2 separate regions of the Rattus norvegicus genome follow, and region 2 is linked to region 1. The links are chromatin contacts, called in public Hi-C maps. All regions are on one chromosome and are shown on one strand. The core of a region is the stretch at or near the end of the contact, and the rest is flanking DNA. Distances in the headings are between cores, read along the strand shown.

Region 1 (5,459 bases), core at 2,351-4,850:
CCGCTGTGATGGAGTCATTCACATACATAATACGTAAAGCTGAACTAAGTGGCAGATGACGCAGCCACCTATGGTGCCTTCTAGACCACCTTGTGGGTATCTTTTGGACGGGTATCCATAAGACTCTCCCATTCTTCCCCACACAGTGTTAAACCTAACGCTAATCGACCTACCTGGAATAACGAAAGTGCCCGTGGGAGACCAGCCGCCAGATATTGAGTATCAGATCAGAGATATGATTATGCAGTTCATCACCAGGGAGAACTGTCTGATTTTGGCTGTCACACCAGCCAACACCGATCTTGCGAACTCAGATGCCCTGAAGCTAGCCAAAGAAGTCGATCCTCAAGGTGAGTGCGCATGACCCTTCGGATGAGAAAGAACCGCTGTAAGAATCCTAGAGTTTTGGTCACGTGTTCAGGTGGCCCAAATTCCCATGACTTGATTTCACAAAATTCTGCAGGGCCAATGTTGATAAATATTTTATACTTTAGATGATGAGAGAAGAATAACTATGAAAACAGACAAATACTACATAATTAAAAATTACAGGGGTTGGGGATTTAGCTCAGTGGTAGAGCGCTTGCACAAGGCCCTGGGTTCGGTCCTCAGCTCCAAAAAAAAAAAAAAAAATTACATTAAATGAAAGCCAAGAACATAGACACTGTCAAACCTCATGAAGTGCTTATTTTTGAAGGTTAATAAAATAAACTCTGCGACAGAAGGATTATGCTTACTTAGTTATTGTAGGAGTTTCCCAAATGTGCCGTTGAGAACACTTCCTATTGTCTTTTATTTTTACTGTTCACCAACAGCAGGAAATGCAAACAACAATGAAGATTAGTTAGTACTTATTTAATATAAATATTAACATCGGGGACATTTTTTCTTGTTATTTGTAGATCAGAATCCAGAAAAGTCTCTTCTTTATGCTGATGTCTTAATTTTTCCTTTCTGAGTTGAGAAGTGACCATCTTCAAAGACCTCAGTTGCACACTCGGGTGTGTGTGTGTGTCTAAAGTGATCAAAGACTCTCAGAGATGTGCGCTTTCAACATGGAGATGTGTGGGCCTCAGTCCTAGGGCTTTCAATTTTTGCTATGGTTAATCCTCCCCTTTTATTTGTTGTTTTTGTTTCTAATTCTTACTATTTCTTCTTCTCTCCTCTGAACTGTCAGTCATCTAATGCACACTCTTCAGTCTTTTCGTGCTTCACACTTGCATGACTTATTCAGTTAGAATAATCTCTAATTAATTTTTCAGTTGCGTATTTCTGAGGTTCCAAGAGCATCTTCTGATTTTATGCATGTTATGTTTATGTTTTATAAATAGCAGATTGCTCTTGCTTTCACGAGTGCAGTTATTAAGGATTTTAATCAGAGCCTTTTATGGATTCTTCTTTTATAATGCACTTAATCTCAGAGTGCGTTGTTTTCTGGTGGCCTTGGTCCCTGTCCTGGATGCTTTTGTCAAATACGTGATGACTTCCTGCCACCCTCTCCTTGCTGAGGGTGAAACATTGAGAAGCTGACGTGTGCACAGGACTGGTATCCATTGGTTAAGTAGACTTTACCTACAACAACTGGGCTGTCACCTGGTCACTTTTGTTAGTAGACTTTCCAAGCTGCTAGAATGGCTCTCTTCTCTTGAGCTGGTCTACAGTAGACCATATACCCAATGTATTTGAATCCAAGAGCAAGAATGCACCAGCAGGATGGAAGGAAAGTAATTTTCCTCACCAGGCACAATACATAGACTTTATTAATCCCTCTGATTTCATATGACATTTCCAAGGGTCTGAGTCTGAAGACCACCTGACTCAGCTTCTTCTGAAAGCAGTTGAGTACTGTCCTGAGCTTGAAGCAGGGTCACTGTGCATTTCGGAAGGTGGAGACAGGGTCCAGAGCTCTAACAGTGTCCTGTATGAACCACCTCAACTTTCAACTTTGTGCTCCAGTTCAGGAGCTTTCCCCAAGTTCTGAAATAACTAACAATCAGTTTCTTTCTGTTTGGCTTTCCCCATCATCCTTGAGACGAAGGCTTAGAACGTTGCAGATGAAGACTATCAATGCCCAGATAAGGACCTACATCAGGACTCCCTGGTACCAATGTCCCAGGAAAGTTATCTTGTAGATACAGTCTGCGCATTGTAGCTATTAAAATGATACCACACCATGCTTGTCCATAGCCACTTTGTCCCCAAGAGGCAAGGCTATTGTCGTGGAGTTGGGACTGATAGTCCTTCACTGTTGATTGTAGTGTCATTAGTTCTGAGAAATCCACATGTAATCCCACCAGACAAAGCTTCCTGCAGGAGTGCAGATGAAAGCGTACCCAGTCCCTGACTCCTTCCTCTTACCTCAACCTTCATGCCCTTGAAACGTATTCTTTTCTGATATAGACTCTGTGTACAGGTGGTAGTAACTCATATTGTTCTTGCTGTCATCCTTATGATTCACACAAACCTAGTAAAAGAAAACACAATGACAAGTTACATGTTTCCTGTGCTCCTTTTGGGTTACATGTCCTGTAAATGTTAGGCCTAGTTGGTTTGGGTTTTAGGATTGTTTGAACTTGCTATCTTTTGGTCAATCTTCTGTGTAGTGTTCTCTTATAGAAAGGGTGGCATTAAAGTCTTCATTATTGTTGTTGAATCATCTATTAGCTTTCTTTATGTTAGTCCCCTCCCCCTGGGAGGGTTGATACATTTTTAGATGCATTTCTAATAGTCATTTCTTCTTAATCTTTTATCACCGTGTGATGTCCTTGAGAAACTTCTATTTTGTTTCCTATTGGTGACCTTCCAGTTCTCATGTGACTGACGCTTGAGTGCCATGTCCTCGCCATTCTTTACATTCAATTGTTTTAGTCATTTTGAAACCAAATGTGTCTATTGTAAACAGTAGGCTGTTGGATCCCATATTTGATATATTTTTAAAATGACTATAGCTTATCAATATGTTAAACATGCTCTGTTAGTCAGGGTTCTGTAGAGTTCCAGAACTTGGAATGTCTCTGTATATTAAGGGAAATTATTGGGCTGACTTACAGTCTGCAGTCCAACTAACCCAACGATGGACATCTGTGAATGGGAAGTCCAAGGATCTAGTAGATGCCCAGATCTATGAGGCTGGCGTCTCAGCCTTCTGTACAAGCTGGAACCCAAAGAAGTAGGTTCCAACAGATGTGCTTCATGTAAGCACGAGCAGGCAGAGAAGAAAGTCTTCCTTCTTCCATTGTCTGGATGGCTTCAGGAATAATTTCTATTAACCGGTTATTTTCATTTGTATGAGTCATAATTTCTTCATATATATTTTTATTGTTGTTGAATAGTGTTTTCTGACAGATTCTGTCCTTACCCCTACCCATGCCCTTCTCCCAACCCAAGATTTTTTTTTTTAACAGATGATGTTACTTTGCTTGGTTAGCATTTTTCCCTGAACCAACATTCTCGGCTGTATGCAGTCACTCCAGTCTTGCTCAGTTCCCTTCACAGATGGCTAATAACTCTACGGCAATTTCCTTATCTCAGAGTCAACAGCGCTCTCAGCATTTACTGGAGCCTTGTTGTAAATGGCACTAATGATCCAAGTGTACAACCCCACTTTCACTTTCACTTTCGGCTGATACAGAGCCCAAGTCGATGAGAATTTAGGCTTCTCCTATGCCTGTTCTGATTACACTTACGTATAAACATTTTAAAGGCCTTTGTGAACCTCTCATTCCAAACTTTTCTTTTTGCCTTTTCTTTTCATGTGCTTAGATATTTCTTTGTCACATACATTCTCACTGCCCGAAGCAGCTAGAGTTTTAAGTAATTACCACTGATTTTCTTTGACAAATACTCCCTGGGGTAGAGGTCTTCCACACCAAGTAGGCTCTTGGTTAGGGTAAATAAGGAAAAGCTACAGGGATGGCAGCTTTAGCAAATTGTCCTGTAGGTTAAATAATAACAATTGTTTTAAAAAATTGTATTTTCGGTACTCCCCAGTGCCACCTGCTTCGTCCAGACTTACCAAGAAGCCAGTTTTTACCTGGTGGTGGAGGTTGGATGACGATGATTAGATCAGGGGGCTGGAGAGGGCAGCAGGACAGTTCGATATACCACCCAGCCTGTTGTTTTTATTGAGATTAATCTGTTTTTTTTTCTGGGATGAATGCCCTTCAGATCATTGCAAGCCTGTCTTTAATTACGAAGCTTTGAAAAAGTTGAGTTTGGCATTTTGGGCCATGTTCTTTCTTAGTGCTTCAGGGAAAGTGGCCTTTTCAAAGGTATTTACTGAAGCTTTCCCACAGACACCCCTTCATGCCTCACAATTGCCATGGCCAGAAGCTTTCCACGTGACCGCCTCTGAGTTACATGGCACAGACAGTCTAGTTGTGACATCTGTCCCCCTGTGGGCCTTAAGGGTTGATTTGCCTGGTCTCTCACCATGCCATATATATATATCTTTTCTAAAAAATTTCTCCTGGCTAAGTAAAAATGTTGACCTATTTAGACCACAAGGGAGTATTCTCTCTTCAAGGATATATGAACTAGAATTATATCCACCGAGATACCAAATTATACAGGGCTTTTTTTTTTTTTTTTTTTTTTTTTTTTTGGAGAGGTAGTCTATTTTAGCAGTTCTTCTTAGTACTGAATTAAGACTACTTGACATAGAGAAGCCATTTTCATCAAAGTATGACTGAAGAATAGTCAAAATATAGTTGGTTAGAAAGTTTATGTTGAAAAGTAAATTAGAAATTGGGTGCATTGTTCTGTTTAAAACAGGCTAAGTAGTATGTGTACTTCAAGTGCTATTAAGGACCTTGAGACAATCTTGGGTTTAGGATGGGCCCTGAATGGCAATGACTTGTGTCCTTATAGACAAACAAAGAGAAGGACATCTGAGACACAGAGAGGCAGGGAAGAAGGTCATGTGGAGAAGGAGATAGGGATTGAGTTATGTTGTCACAGCAAAAAGACAACTGATACTATGAGGAGCTGAAAGAGACAAGGATTCTTCCCTTGTAGAAAATATGTAATATCCACCTTTCATCATCCAGTTCCTAGATAAAGGACACAAAATATTTCTATTTATAATAAACTTTTAAAGCACTAGAGCTGGGCAAATATCTACCCTCTGTGATATTATGCCCATTTCCCTGCCAATACGACTTGTCATGTTCTGCATGGGCCACTCTTACTCTGACTAGCCAACCATCATGGCCAGTCTCAGGATTGATCCCTTACCCCATTGGCATCCTCCTCTCTCCACTTTCTTGCTCCTCTCCTTGTGTGGTCTTGCCTCAGACTCCAAGCCTGGGAATCGAAACCCTGCCTACATCTCTTCTGCCCAGATATTGACTGTAGGCATCTTTATTCAACCAATAGTTTTAGATTAAGGAGCAAAGGCTGGAGAGATGGCTCAGTGGTTAAGAGCATTGACTGCTCTTCCAGAGGTTCTGAGTTCAAAT
Region 2 (4,867 bases), core at 1,930-4,429, 300 kb before region 1:
TTTACTGTGTTGAGTTGGCACTGTACAGAAATTAACAGCCATATTGGTCTAGAAATGTTGAACTTAAGTTTTTTCCATTTGTACAGGGGTAACGCACTGTATTAAATATGTAAGGTCTTATCTACGTGGGTTTGATTACAAAAACTAATAAAGTATTCTCTAAATAATGCGTTTTGGAGCTTCTAATCCATTCCAGAATCTGAAGCAAGGAAGACTTGTTAATATCCCAAAGACCACAGCCAAGAGTACATTTACAGTTATCCAAAGAGGTGATAAAGACTGTTCTGGGTTTATGAATCTTAAAGCTTATTCAGTCAAATGTGGTGTTGAGGAGGATAATACTTAGAGCTCCTGTTCTTGGGGTGATCAAACTTTGATGCAGAGTGGAAGCAGGAGGATGATCAAGAGTTAAAGGTCATTCTCAGCAAGTTTGAGGCCCATCCTGGACTGTATGAGACCCTGTTCTTGGAGAAAACCTAGGGAGACACTCATGCCTATAATCCCAGCACTTAGGAGCTACAGGCGGGCAAACCTTCTAGACGGTTTTAGCAGAGCCGGTCACTGAATCAATATATTTGTCTAGATACTTTGCGGTTCTTAAACATTCAAGGACATTGGCTAAACTTTTAGGTCTGTGGTTTTCTAAAAGTTCTGGCTTAGTCTAGGGAATCGGGAGAAGGGTGATGAGAGGGTTAGAAACTCTGCTAAGGGGGCTGGGGATTTAGCTCAGTGGTAGAGCGCTTACCTAGGAATCGCAAGGCCCTGGGTTTGGTCCCCAGCTCCGAAGAAAAGAACCAAAAAAAAAAAAAAAAGAAAAAGAAAAAAGAAAAAAGAAACTCTGCTAAGGAAGGTTTGTGTAAATACAGCTTACAGTCTTTACTCCAGAGCAGCCACAGCTCCTTCAGCTGCTCCTTCCTGTTAAAGCAGGGTCTGGGGCTTTTCACTTATCTAAGAAGTGAAAGGATGATAGGACAGGATGAGGGTAGATATCATTTTAAAAGTTCTTTTGGGGGTTGGGGATTTAGCTCAGCGGTAGAGCACTTGCCTAGCAAGCGGCAAGGCCCTGTGTTCGGTCCTCAGCTCCGAAAAAAAAGAAAAAAATAGTTCTTTTCATGTAAGTTCTGAGCTGGAGACAAGATCTAAAAGGTGAGGTGAGAATGTATTATAGGTTGTGAGTTGAGAGTACCAGAATGGAGCACGTTTTGGTGTTTCCTAATAGTTCAGTCACCAGTTGGTTCACTTTTCTTTCTGGTACTACCATTGTATATTAGTTAATTAGCATTGAGTTTTGCATTATGTAAGCAGTCCGACGAAAATGTAGTCCTTCAGAACAAGTATCCATGTTCTTTCTGGTCACGAATGTGTCGCTTTGGTATGGCACCTTTGACTCAGAGGCCCTCGGGATGAAATGTACTGCAAAGTTTCAAATGTGGAGAGGTTGCACTCCTGCCTCTCCATGAAACTGAATCAGAACCAGCCAGCTGTGTGGGTGGTAGAGCACAGGAGGGCACAGGAGAGGAAAAGAAATAATGGGGCACTTGGAAGTGGAGAGTCTACTTCAGGGCTTAAAGCAAAAATAAAGGGAGACTCAACATCTTCTAAAATATAACTGAAGGGGAGTTAGTCTCCCCTTCTCACTGTGCCGGCTTAGAAGTGCAGCCTCTTAAATGCAGGAACTGGGTCTGCACCTTTAATCCATAATCTGAATCATGCAACACCACTTGGAGCTTAGTTTAAGCAGTCTACAGTGACTTCACAGCTTTCATGGTACCTGACAACACTTGCCGGGTACACATTACATACATACATACATACATACATACATACATACATACATACATACATAGTATCATGCAAAGGTAATAACAGGTCTTTGTTCTGAGGATTGATCCCAGGTTTCTTGGGATTGCTCAGAAGAGGCTTCTTTGCTGCTCTTTTCCCATCACCATCCCTCTTTAAGACAGCTCTCATTCTCAACCCTGTCTTAGAAAAACAAAAGCCAAACAAAGATACTATATGTCAGCTTCCCTTCCTGAGCAGACCGCTGCTGTTTTCCGTATTTAACAGATATTTTACCCAAGGGAGTAGAACAGACAGAAACCGTGGTGTTTTTATATCAGTAGACTCTGAAGTCCCCACTTTACTCTATCCACTGTCTAAAGGAATGGTCTCCCTGGAAATCACTGCTTGGAAACAGCTGGGAACGATTAAGCAGTGCAGGATGTCCTCTTGCACAGCACAAGAAGCACTGTTCACCTGGAAAGTGCAGCCCAACTCTGAAATGGGTCAGGAACAGAAGAATGAATGCCAGAGGTGGGCTGTGACAGGTATGAGTGGGCCATCAGTCACCACCCCTAGAACAGTCTGCTTCGGACCGCTTTCTGCATATGCCCTCAGACCTTTAGCACAGCCTCTTAGCATTTCTTATAACCACATTATATTGGCAGAGAGTACCTCTATGAAGGGACACCCAACTTGTTTGTCCATGAGCTCAGCTGGTGGGAACAGCGTAAAAGGAGTTCTGTATTCTCCTGTGTGTGGGAAACACTGGCAGGACTGCCCAGCAGCTGCCATTGTGGCAGGGGAATGGAAGGAAAGGCAGGACTACTCCAAACGGTCCCTTCTTTCCTGGCTAGTCGGGATCTAGAAGAGGAAATGACTGCTTACCTCTGTTCCCCTAACAAGTTAACAAGCCAAAGATAAGCAGAAGCTTAACCACCTCAGCAAGGAAGGAGGAGAGAAAGTTGCTGATTTGTGTATTTGCCTGGTTCTTCACTTTCATTTCTCTTCCTGTATGCTTTCCTATCTATTCCCCCTTTTAAGTTCCTAGTCTATCCAATAAATGCTTTAGCCATCTTTCTGTTCTTAGTATGCGTATCATTGTTTGTATCTGAATGTCTGGCTTTTTTCAGTTCATGTGTTATGGTGGTCCATTTTCTTCTGAGTAATAGTGGGCTTTGAAACCTCAAAGATATTATGGATTATGGAAATGCCAAGAGTGGGCCATAGATAGGAAAGGTTTAAATGAGGCTGGAACATTGGAGGATCTTTTTTTTTTTTTTTTTTTTTTTTGATTTGTGAAAAGGCCATATGGAGACCTACAACTGAGTAAGAGAGACTGCCATTCAACTTTCCTACAAAGGAGGAAAGGAAAACATACTGCAAAGCTATGTGTGACCAGCAGAGGCCACTAGAATATAAAGAGCGAAGCTGATGGATGGAAGCAGTTGTTGATTATTTACCCATATGGGCCACTGACAGCATGAATCCCAAACTCAGCTGACCCTCTTCCCTTTCCCCCAACACCCCACCACCTTGACTCCAGAAAGAATCCCAATGTTTGTTTCGTCTGCTATTTTTTTGTCCCTTGTGTTTAAGCTTTGTTCTTATTTCATGTGTATGAATGCTTGCCTGCTTGTATGTATGTGGATATTGTGTCTGCCTGGTGCCTAAAGAGACTCCTGGAGGGATTGGGGATTTAGCTCAGTGGTAGAGCGCTTGCCTAGCAAGCGTAAGGCCCTGGGTTTGGTCCTCAGCTCTGGGGGGGGGAGGGGGGACAAAATAACAAAAGCGACTCCTGGAACTGGAGTTAGAGATGGTTGGTGCTGCTTTGTGGGTGCTGGGAAACAAACAATGCTCCCCTGACAAGATCCGCCCGTGCTGGGGCTGGGGATTTAGCTCAGTGGTAGAGCGCTTACCTAGGAAGCGCAAGGCCCTGGGTTCGGTCTCCAGCTCCGGAAAAAAAAGAAGCAAAAAAAAAAAAGATCCGCCCGTGCTTTTAACACCTGTCCCTCCCTGCCTCTGTCTCTGTGTGTGTGTGTGTGTGTGTGTGTGTGTGTGTGTGTGTAGTCCCACTACAGACAGTCATTTCAGTGAGTGTGTGTGGAGGCCAGAGGTCAGCATCAGGTATCTTCCTCAGTTGCACTTCACCTTATTTATTTGCTTAATTTGAGACTACGTAGCCCTGGCTGGCCTGAATTTACAGACATTTGCCTGCTTGGGATTACAGAAGTGGTCTGTAATCCCACTGTGATTGACTTTCCCCTTAGTTTTTTAGATAGGATCTCTCTGAACCTGGCTCTCACCTGATTCTGCTAGACTGGTTGATCAACAGGCCCCTGGGATCTGACTGTCTCCCCACCCCAGCCCCCAACACTGGCCTTCCAGACACATGATACTGTGCCAGCTTTTTAAGTGGGTGCTGAGAATCCTAAATCAGGTCCTGGGGGTCCTAACCCGGGCCCTGACACGTGATGGAACTAGAGGGCAAGTTCTAACAATATACCCTACAGCAGGTCTCTAGGTGATGGAGGCCAGAGGATACGAGTTCAAGGTCATCCTCTGGTACAGCCTTATCTAATGGGAGCCTCGATGGCCATAAAGCCAGCACAGCTGTTTGACAAAAGAGCCAGCGAAGCAGAGCCCAGTGACGCAACTGCTGTCCTGTGGTCTTCCATTTTTCATCTTGATCTCCACATGTGTCACGCCAGGGACTTTTAATATTTTACAGCTTGAGATACTGGATTAGTGGACATTTTCTTATGAATCATTTACACCTTCTCCCAGGAGTACAGCTCTCAAGCTTTCCCAGGAAAGTCCTGTGCATAGTACCCCACCCCTTCTAGGGAGGTATCCTTATCGGACCCTACTTGAAGGTTGTATCTCAGAGACACCAGAGATCTCCTTACAAGGCTATGACTCCAGGATTCTCTTGGAACATCTGCCCCTGTACTTACTCAGGAACAAGATAATCAGAACAAAGTAAACTTTAAAAGGTAAGCGATTCGGTGGGATAAGGGAGTGGGCAGCTGATCAGATTAAAGGCCTCTTCTTACTGGAGACTAAGCATTAGGACGTAATAACACAC

The links. A called contact is a pair of places that touch in the nucleus more often than the background predicts.
Region 2: a Hi-C map of psoas muscle shows a contact between it and region 1, with 3 times the contacts expected there. The contact joins two enhancer-like sites. A contact is called at or near these places in 4 of 12 Hi-C or Micro-C datasets (the A7r5 cell line, Schwann cells, frontal cortex and 1 more).

The regions. Positions count from the first base shown.
Region 1 is chr13:77,234,687-77,240,145 of GRCr8, reverse strand. Dnm3 (dynamin 3) reads left to right here. Exons shown (of 21, transcript NM_138538.2): 4 at 147-350. Among named protein-coding and RNA genes, the nearest start is that of Mir3120, 120 kb to the right of the region's middle. Within about 2 kb of position 3,600, at least 19 of the 93 cell types and tissues checked have an H3K27ac peak or open chromatin away from gene starts, as enhancers often do.
Region 2 is chr13:77,532,528-77,537,394 of GRCr8, reverse strand. It overlaps the pseudogene Prrc2c. Among named protein-coding and RNA genes, the nearest start is that of Myoc, 25 kb to the right of the region's middle. Within about 2 kb of position 3,179, at least 2 of the 93 cell types and tissues checked have an H3K27ac peak or open chromatin away from gene starts, as enhancers often do.